Regions from separate parts of the Macaca fascicularis genome. Here region 1 is linked to region 2. A link is a contact called in public Hi-C data. All regions are on one chromosome and are shown on one strand. Each heading gives the region's core, a stretch centred on a gene start, on an enhancer-like site or on the middle of the called end of the contact. The rest is flanking DNA. Distances are from core to core; before and after follow the strand shown.

What was found. Hi-C and Micro-C count contacts between places; a contact is called where the count stands out from the background.
Region 1: a contact with region 2 is called in a Hi-C map of liver, with 2.7 times the contacts expected there. The contact joins the promoter of DPH5 here to the promoter of S1PR1 in region 2. A contact is called at or near these places in 2 of 2 Hi-C or Micro-C datasets (liver and skeletal muscle).

The regions. Positions count from the first base shown.
Region 1 is chr1:133,382,054-133,386,717 of T2T-MFA8v1.1, reverse strand. DPH5 (diphthamide biosynthesis 5) reads right to left here and starts at 1,754. Exons shown (of 7, transcript XM_074000691.1): 1 at 1,662-1,754; 2 at 1,267-1,424. The coding sequence starts at 1,401. LOC102128750 (a long non-coding RNA gene) reads left to right here and starts at 1,818. Exons shown (of 4, transcript XR_012417206.1): 1 at 1,818-2,014.
Region 2 is chr1:133,172,478-133,176,923 of T2T-MFA8v1.1, reverse strand. S1PR1 (sphingosine-1-phosphate receptor 1) reads left to right here and starts at 1,475. Exons shown (of 2, transcript XM_015432061.4): 1 at 1,475-1,567; 2 at 3,556-4,446. The coding sequence starts at 3,719.

The sequences.
Region 1 (4,664 bases), core at 505-3,004, 210 kb before region 2:
TTAGATATTTTGGTTCTATCCTAAGAGTGAAAAAATGAGGAAAAAAAATTTTTTTAAATGAAAGCTGGTCTTAGGCTGGGTGTGGTCGTTCATGCCTACATAATCCCAGCACTTGAGGAGGCTGAGGCAGGCGGATCGCTAGAGTCCAGGAACCTGTGACCAGCCTGGGCAACATGGCAAAAACCTGTCTCTACAAAAAATACAAAAAAGTTAGCTGGGCATGGTGGCACCCACCTGTAGTCCCAGCTACTCAGGAGGTTGAGGTGGGAGGATACTAGAGCCCAGGAGGTTGAGGCTGCAGTGAGCCATGATGGCACCACTACACCGCAGCCTGGGCAACAGGGCAAGACTTACTTTCTCTCTCTCTCTCCACGTATATGTATATATCAAAGTTGGTCTTTACACACAACTTTTATTTAAATGCATGGCCAATTCAACTAGCAGTTCTTAATACCTTCTTCAAATGTTAAAGTAATCTAAGGCCTAAAAATTTTAAGTCAATTTTTTGTTTGGAAGACAGGACAAAGACAATTCTAAAAATCTACTCTCTTCTCCCATAACATATGTATTAATCATTTGATTTACATTCTACTTAGAGTTTGACAATGAACCTGAAGTTGACCCTTCCCCCAAATTTACTGGGCCCTTATGAGGGCCAACTAAATGTATAATACACTAACAAATATTCTGGTTACTTAGTGTATACTCATATAACTGTATACTCATACATTTGTATATATTAAGTCCAGGCTCACTCAATGTATACAAGTGTATCAGTATAAGCCTTATTGGGAGATAGTCTATTTAAGGTAAGATCTCTCTGGATATGATATAGAAAGGCAATCACCATTCCCTATGGACATACTTCAAAGGAGGAAGCTTTCAGCTTGGTTTCTGAATATATAACCAACTCATTAAGGCTGTGTCAGCACCTCATTAGCACTCAACTCAGAAAGGATTTCTTGACTACCTCATGAAATAAGGGGTTTTGATAACTATCCCCCAAGAGTATAAAATGGCTTTCCTATTTACTGGAGAAAGCCACAAAATTAGACTTGTAAAATAGGACAAAGCACACTTTCATTTTCCAAGTCACTTGGTTGGTGTATAATTTCCATTCTTCTGCTCCTCAGATCATTAATGAACAAAAGATGCGTTTCAAAGGGTTTAAACAAGCAGACCTGAAAATTCTGTTCAGCTTAGTGTATGAAAATCAGATGTTAGATAGCTTTCTTCCCAGGAGGCTAGGGAACGCTCAGCACCTACCAAGGCTTCCTTCCCTACAGTCAGGACTGAGGTGTAGGCTTCTAGATACACTCGACTGCAGCGTCTAACAACTTCCAGGCCCTTGACTGTGATGTCCTTGGCATCTCCCAGGCCCAAGCCGATGAGATAAAGCATTTCAAACTTCAGGAGAAGAGAGACTGCAAGACGAAGTGGACAGAAAAACCGTCAGTTACACCGAGGACACCTAAAATCTAGTGATGAACACGAAGGTGACAACCAAAGTAGCACAAGAGAAGCGGCAAGTCACAAGGAGGGGTTTGGGAAGCATATGTCACGCTTAAGGACTGGGATAAGAGGTTTTAAACAACCCTACCACTTTTACCGCTTGTTACACAAACCTAGGAGCAGCCAATTACCCGCTGACAGAATCGTACCTAGTTCCCTGGCTTTTCCAAATTCCAAACTACCGTCTTTCCGCAGAAGGAACTACCAAAGCGCCGGCTCCACGCACCGCAAGGACCCACGCCGCCGGCCTCACCTACGGTGCCGCAAAATGCTGGTGCCTTTACTGCACTTTACGACTAGCGGGAGGGGGCCGGGCTAGCCGCTAGCTGGCTGCGGAGACTAGAGCCCCCGCTTCAACCCGTCGGCCGCTGGGGCAGGGCGGCGAAAGGTCAGTCGGCCGAGAGGAGTCCGTGGAGCACCCCTTTCATTGCCTCAGGGAAAAGATCGGGCGTGCTCACGATCCCCCTAACCCATGGCTTAAACACCCGCTTCCTAAGCCTGGGTAAGTGCAGTAGCTCTTTGCTGGAGAGGAGCAACGTGGGAGAAAGTGTGGAGGGGCCTTGCGTCCTACTCCTCCTCTCCAGAAACTGGGAGGGCGGGAAGGATTTTCCTGATTTGTCCCCGGATTTTCCCGAGTGCACAGATTTTAATCCCCCCTTCTCATCCTCCTGTAGTTCAACTAGGTGTCTTCTGGTGACGCGTCAGATTGGCAAACCCAGCAGTGAGTGTGCTTCTGATTTGACCTTATGCCTGGAGTGCCCCAAGGATGCTTTGGTCACCCTCAGTGTCAGGAATCCCAGATCTTCCTGTACCTAAAGAAGTGACCTTTAATAGCGCTCAGGGAGTTCAGACCTCTCAAGTGTTTCTGCCGGGGGAATTCTTATAAAGCTGTTGGTTACATGTGATTATGAATAGAGAAGATTTGTTTTGACTGAAAATGCTCTTCCCAAGGTGACCTCATCCAAGTTGAAAAGACAGCTGTCATTGCTTTTCTCAGCAGGCAGTGCTGGTTACTCAGAATTTTCCTGTTGCCTCCCCCACAATGCCGAACTCTGCTTCCTTGAATCTTGGCTTTTTTTCATTCCCAGGTTCCATCCACATTTTTGCACTTCCTATCTATAAACTCTTCCTGGCTGGTTTTATCCCCTCTCATTACGTTGGTCTATTCCTCACACCACATACACGCCCCAAAAAACTCAAAATGGATCATAGATGTAAATGAAAAACCTAAACCTATACCAGAAGAAAACATAGGAGGAAATATTTGTGACCTTATTTAGGCAAATATTTCTTAGACCAAAAGCATGATGAGAAAAAATTGACAAATTGGACTTCAACAAAGTAAAAATTTATGCTCTTCAGAAGACTGTTGAAGCCACATGCTGTGAAAATATTTACAAAGCATGTATCTGATGAAGGACTTGTGTGGAGAATATATAAGGAGCACTCAAAAAGCAATAATAAAACAGCTCATTGTTTAAAAATGGGCAAAAGATTTGAATAGACACCAAAGAAGATACACAACAAATAATCATTTTAAAAGATCCTAAACAAACAAAAAAAGATCCTAAACATCATTAGATATTAGGGAAATAAAAATTTAAATTACAATGAGCTACCACTACCCACCTATTAGAATGGCTTAAGTAAAACAAACAAAACCCCCAAAAAACTGGCTGTTCTCTCAAAATTCCTAGTGTCTCTAATATTTTGCAGATTCAAATTTCAGCCTGCTATCCAGACTTCCTCCCTCTTGGCTTCTTGTTAACTTTCTGCTGGAAATCTTCACCTAGGTAACCCGGAGTCATATTCAGCACTTCCAACATTGAATCCATAACCTTCCCCTTCAATTTTGCTTTTCTTTCCATATTAGCTACTTGGATGGAGGGGGGAGTAGGTGAGGACAGTATTGTCATCAACAGATTAACCCCAGCCAGACACTTGGGAGTCACCCCTACATCCAGTCTGTCCTGTCTGCCTGTATATCTCAATGGAAACCATACCCTCTGTCACCATCTTGGTTTTCAGGTCCTCATTTTGTCACTCTTGTAGCTGATCATCATGTCTCCTTCACTCAAGGGAGTCAGAGAGTTATAGTTGGTACACAATCTGAAAATATCACACCCCTTTTAGATCCTTCTGAGACCAAGAGAAAGTCCAGGTTTGTTAACATACCCCACAAGATCATTCATGGTGTGGCCACTGCCTACCTTTTTAGCATCAGCTCTCTCCACTCCATACCATGAGCTTTCTCTCCAGCAATACTGAATTGCTAATAGTTCTCTGCCCACAACATGCTGCTTTGTTCCTCTGTGTTGCTGCGTCATCATAGAATATTGTCTCCCATTCTCTCCTGCCTAGATCACTAATACCCATTCTTTAAGACCAAGCTCAGGAAGCCTTCCCAGAGACCCTCACCCCGCTAAGCTAATTTAGGTTTCTCCTCTATTACAGTATTACTCTACATATACTTACTAACCAATGTATGAGATTTTATATTTGTTCATTTGTGTTTCTTCTTCACCAAACTCTTGATTTAGTCAATTCAGGGACTGCATCTTATTTGTATTCTCATCTTTAAGGTTTAGCACTATCCCTCGCACATAAGGTATTAAATGTTTGTTGCATAAATCATTATTATCCACTAGTAGCTGAGTTACGTATTTTTCCATCTTTATTAAATACAGAGGGTGGTATGTTTTAAATAACTACCAGAAAGTCATTAATGGAATATCAAACATAAATATGCCTGTCTCAGTACCACTTTAGAAGGTCATTTGTAGTGAAAGGCTTGTAACACACAAAACATATAGTTCATATGCACGCTATTGAGTAGGTAAACACATTTTCCAACGTGTTGATCATTTGTGTTTTTTATTTTCAGATTTAAAAAAATAATATTTTCAGATAGATTCACAGCAAAAGGACACTGCCAAAAAGGATGATTAAGTAATCCGAAGAAGGTGTGGTTTATCTCCTTTCAGGAAATATATCTGTATTGAAATAAAGTTATTCTGGGTAATCAAGGAAGTGAAACATTGTCTGAAATAACAGTAATAATTTGTTTTTAAGCTTCAAAATTTAGCCAGAGGAACTTAGTTTCACCACGTAGAATTCTTAACAAACAACACTTTCACCTGCCATTATTTCTC
Region 2 (4,446 bases), core at 226-2,725:
TAAGTCCTCAAATCCAATTAGGATCTACTCTGGAGTCTTAGAGGACCGTTATCTTAGTTTCCACATTATATGCACTGTACTGTTACTGAAGTTGTGGGTATGTATTGGGTGCATCGCCGTTGATGAGTGCTTTAAAACAGCTGTGAATTAACTGTCACTTCTTTTTTTTTTTTGGCAAACTCACAAAATCCCAGAAGTCAGGGGTCTGTTGTTTATTCATTCTGCCTCCTTCTGAGTCATTCAGGTACAGGGTGTGTCTGCCAATTGAAACTGCACAGCGGAGGAAGTTTTTGAGTTCACATCTGCCGGGATGGGAAAGCAGTGCGACCAGGGACTGGGTGGAAACCTTTACAACAGTAGGGCAAGGGCAGAAGCCTCCTGAGCTTGTCACGCAGGCAGATCTGACCAAGGCCGCCTCTCAGCCTCACGTTCTTAAGTAGCATCTAAGCAAAAGAAAAGGGTGGGCAGGTTGCTAGTAATGAGATTTGAGGCCTCTGAGTCGACTCTCAAGCAGAAAGTGAGAGAAGGGTGCCGGCCCCTGCTGGGCAGCTGCAGTTGCTCCGCATCGCGGGGCCGAGAATCTTCCCCTTCGGAAATTCCGGAGCTGCCCAGGCGTTTTGAATCTCTCAGGACTCGGCAGCAGCCCACCTCCTCAACGACCTCTCCATTGGCCAGAATCTGGGACACACAGTCTGACTTTGCGCTCAGCTGAGGGAAACCCCTTGCCCAACACCAAAACCGGCGCTGGTTCATTTCTCTGTGCACTCCGGGAAATCCACTGCCCTCTCAGACCGCAGTTTCGAGGAGCACCAGGATCTGGGGTGGCGCGGGGAGAACAGGAACCTCCCGGTCCATTCTCCCTCCCGGGCTGCTTGTTTCCTCTGTACTTCTCGCAGCCCCTTCCCAGCGTCTCCTCCCCAGAGCGCCGCCGAGACTCGCCGGGCCGCGGCTCTGGTTTTCTGCTGCCCGCGTGAAAGTGGCTCGGGGAGCTCCTGGTCACAAGCTAAGCACACCGATCCTCCTAGGGCTGCGGGGGGTGTGGGACCAGGGCGGTGCGCTACGAGACTCCGGGCCGTCCTCTGCCCCTTCAGACTTTTCGAGAGAAAAGTTTCCCAAGTCTCTCCACCTCCTTTTTTTTCAGGGGCTCGGGAGAATCCTCTCCACCGCCAGGGATCAGCGTGCATCTGGGCGAGGGCAGTGATTTATACATTAGAATCCAGGGGTTACCGGGCTCCGCCCCTTCTCTCTCTCTCTCTCTCTCTCTCTTTTTTCTTTCATTTGTTGTTTGCGGAGGAGGAGTTCTTTTTTTTTTTTTTTTTTTTTTTTTTTTTGCTTCTGCCCCAGATCTTTCCTGGACAGTGCTTCTCAGCAGTTCAGATCCGGGGGCCCCTAGCTGGCAGAGGGCGTGGGGGGTTAAGGCATTAACCCCTCCCAGCGTCTTCCTGAAGAAACCACCCAGCCTTGGCGCGGCGCTGGGTGACTTCGCGTAGCAGGCAGGGAACTGGCCGCGGCGAGCGGGACTGGCCATTGGAGTGCTCCGCTGCGGAGGGAGGGGACCCCGACTCGAGTAAGTTTGCGAGAGCACTACGCAGTCAGTCGGGGGCAGCAGCAAGATGCGGAGCGAGCCGTACAGATCCCGGGCTCTCCGAACGCAACTTCGCCCTGCTTGAGCGAGGTAGGGGGCGGCGAGTGGCGGGGGACTGCGGGCGCGGGGAGCCCGGCTGTGGTAGGGCTTAGGTGTCAGAAACGAATTTTTAAGCCGAACGAGGCAAACAAAAACTTTGAAAACATGCATCTCTGGGCGCTGAAAATTTGCATCTGTGGGCTACTAAGGAGCCCAACTCGATCGGATTTTTCTTGGGTACTTGTGATTTACGGAGTTTGGAAAAAAAGGTTAATTCCCAACTGTGGAACCTATGGGGGTAGGGGCAGTGAAAGCTGCGGTTGGTCGGAGGAGTAGTAGGGAAGGTGCTAAATTTTGGAAATCCTATAGACAAAGAATATGGTGGGTGGTGTGGGGCGTAGGTAATGGCTTAAACTAGTACTGCCCAGGAGCAGGGTATAAAATTAGTTGGGGGAAATGTGGAGCTTCTTGGCTTGAGCAGCCTCTGCTGTTCGCGGAGTTGCTGGGATTGCTCTCATCTCTATTACCTCATTTTATTGCACTGCTGAATTACCTTGAAATATTTAAGCAACTTAGAAGTAGACTTCTGCTGACCAGTGCGGTCTTAGAAAGTTAGTTTGTTTGTAACTTTCTAGTCCTAGGAGAGGAGTCAACGTGTTGGGGGACGGCAGTAAATAAAACTGCCCACGCAAATTTAGCAATGCACCAGGGAGCAGTTTAATGTGAGTTTCTGAAGAGTAGTTTTGCGCTCGAAATTAAAAATGTGGTAGCATGTATTATTGCTGTCATGAGTAGTTTGATTTCTCTCTTTTGTGTATGTTTTGGCTAAACTAAACAAAGCAAAAAATATTTATGCGATCAACTAGTGTACGAAACTTCTGGGATTTGCTGCAATCTGTTATGAATGGTTTTAACTGAATACCTTTAAATTTACTTGCCCTGGCTTGGGGGCGGTTGGGCGGGGGAGGCGGGGAGAAGAAGAAGAAGAAGAAAGAAAAGGCAGTCGCTTCACGGAGGCGCTAAGCTTTCCTGTTTACTGCAAGGCGGGGCGGGCCTGGCTGCCCACACCTCACTGCGCCCTCCGACCCTAGGCACACCTGCTCCTAGAGAGTTATTAATAGAGCCCCCAAATGACTTACGCTTTCAAGTGATTTTCCTGCAAATCTGATTTCTTGCATGGCAATTAGGAGGTGGTGCTCGTCTCTTTGAACAGGGGAGCTAGGGGTGGGCATGGGGAACAGAGGTGTGTGTCTCTACCCTCAGACTGGCAGTCTAGTCTTTTCCGAGGAGAGACGTGGGCTGGTGTTGAGCGTGCAGCTGAGCTGGTGACTGCTTCAGACAATTTCATGGCTGGAAATACGGGGGTGGGAGGGTGGGGGGTGGCGAGAGGGCAGGAGTGGGGTTAAAATGGGGTGTGCTCTCTAGGTTTCCCATTCCCCCCACTCCTTGTTTTCCATCTTCTTTTTTGTTTGTTTGTTTTTGTTTTTGTTTTGGTCAACCCACAGCCAACATCATAATTCCCACTTCTCTTTGAGTGAATGTGGCCATAGAGTTTCTCCCTCTTTTTCTTCCCCCTCTTCCTTTTTTGGAAAAAAAAAAAAAAAAAGGGAAGAAAAAAAGATTTTTTTTTTTTTTTTAATCTCTCTGGGCGCTGAAAATTTGCATCTCTGGGCTACTAAGGAGCCCAACTCAATCAGATTGTTCTTGGGCACTTGTGATTTATGGAGTTTGGAAAAAAGGTGAATTCCCAATTGTGGAACCTACAGGAGTAGGAGCAGTGATTTTTTAAAAAAATTCTCTCTCCCTGAGCTCTTCCCAAGTTTCTTTAAAACAAATCAACAGTAACACAATTGGAGCAGTGCCTTAGCTAGAATGAATTATGCCAGTATGCTGTGGCTCTTTCCCTGACTCTCTCCTCTGACTTGTTTAAGGCTGCGGTTTCCGAGGCCCTCTCCAGCCAAGGAAAAGCTACACAAAAAGCCTGGATCACTCATCGAACCACCCCTGCAGCCAGTGAAGGCTCTCTCGCCCTGCCCTCTAGCGTTCGTCTGGAGTAACGCCACCCCGACTTCCTGGGGACACAGGGTTGGCACCATGGGGTCCACCAGCGTCCCGCTGGTCAAGGCCCTCCGCAGCTCGGTCTCTGACTACGTCAACTATGATATTATTGTCCGGCATTACAACTACACGGGAAAGCTGAATACCAGCGCGGACAGGGAGAACAGCATTAAACTGACCTCGGTGGTGTTCATTCTTATCTGCTGCTTTATCATCCTCGAGAACATCTTTGTCTTGCTGACTATTTGGAAAACCAAGAAATTCCACCGACCCATGTACTATTTTATTGGCAATCTGGCCCTCTCAGACCTGTTGGCAGGAGTGGCCTACACAGCTAACCTGCTCTTGTCTGGGGCCACCACCTACAAGCTCACTCCCGCCCAGTGGTTTCTGCGGGAAGGGAGTATGTTTGTGGCCCTGTCAGCCTCCGTGTTCAGTCTCCTCGCCATCGCCATTGAGCGCTATATCACGATGCTGAAAATGAAACTCCACAACGGGAGCAATAACTTCCGCCTCTTCCTGCTGATCAGCGCCTGCTGGGTCATCTCCCTCATCCTGGGTGGCCTGCCCATCATGGGCTGGAACTGCATCAGCGCGCTGCCCAGCTGCTCCACTGTGCTGCCGCTCTACCACAAGCACTATATCCTCTTCTGCACCACGGTCTTCACTCTGCTCCTGCTCTCCATCGTCATTCTGTACTGCAGGATCTACTCCTTGGTCAGGACTCGAAGCCGCCGCCTGACGTTCCGCAAGAACATGTCCAA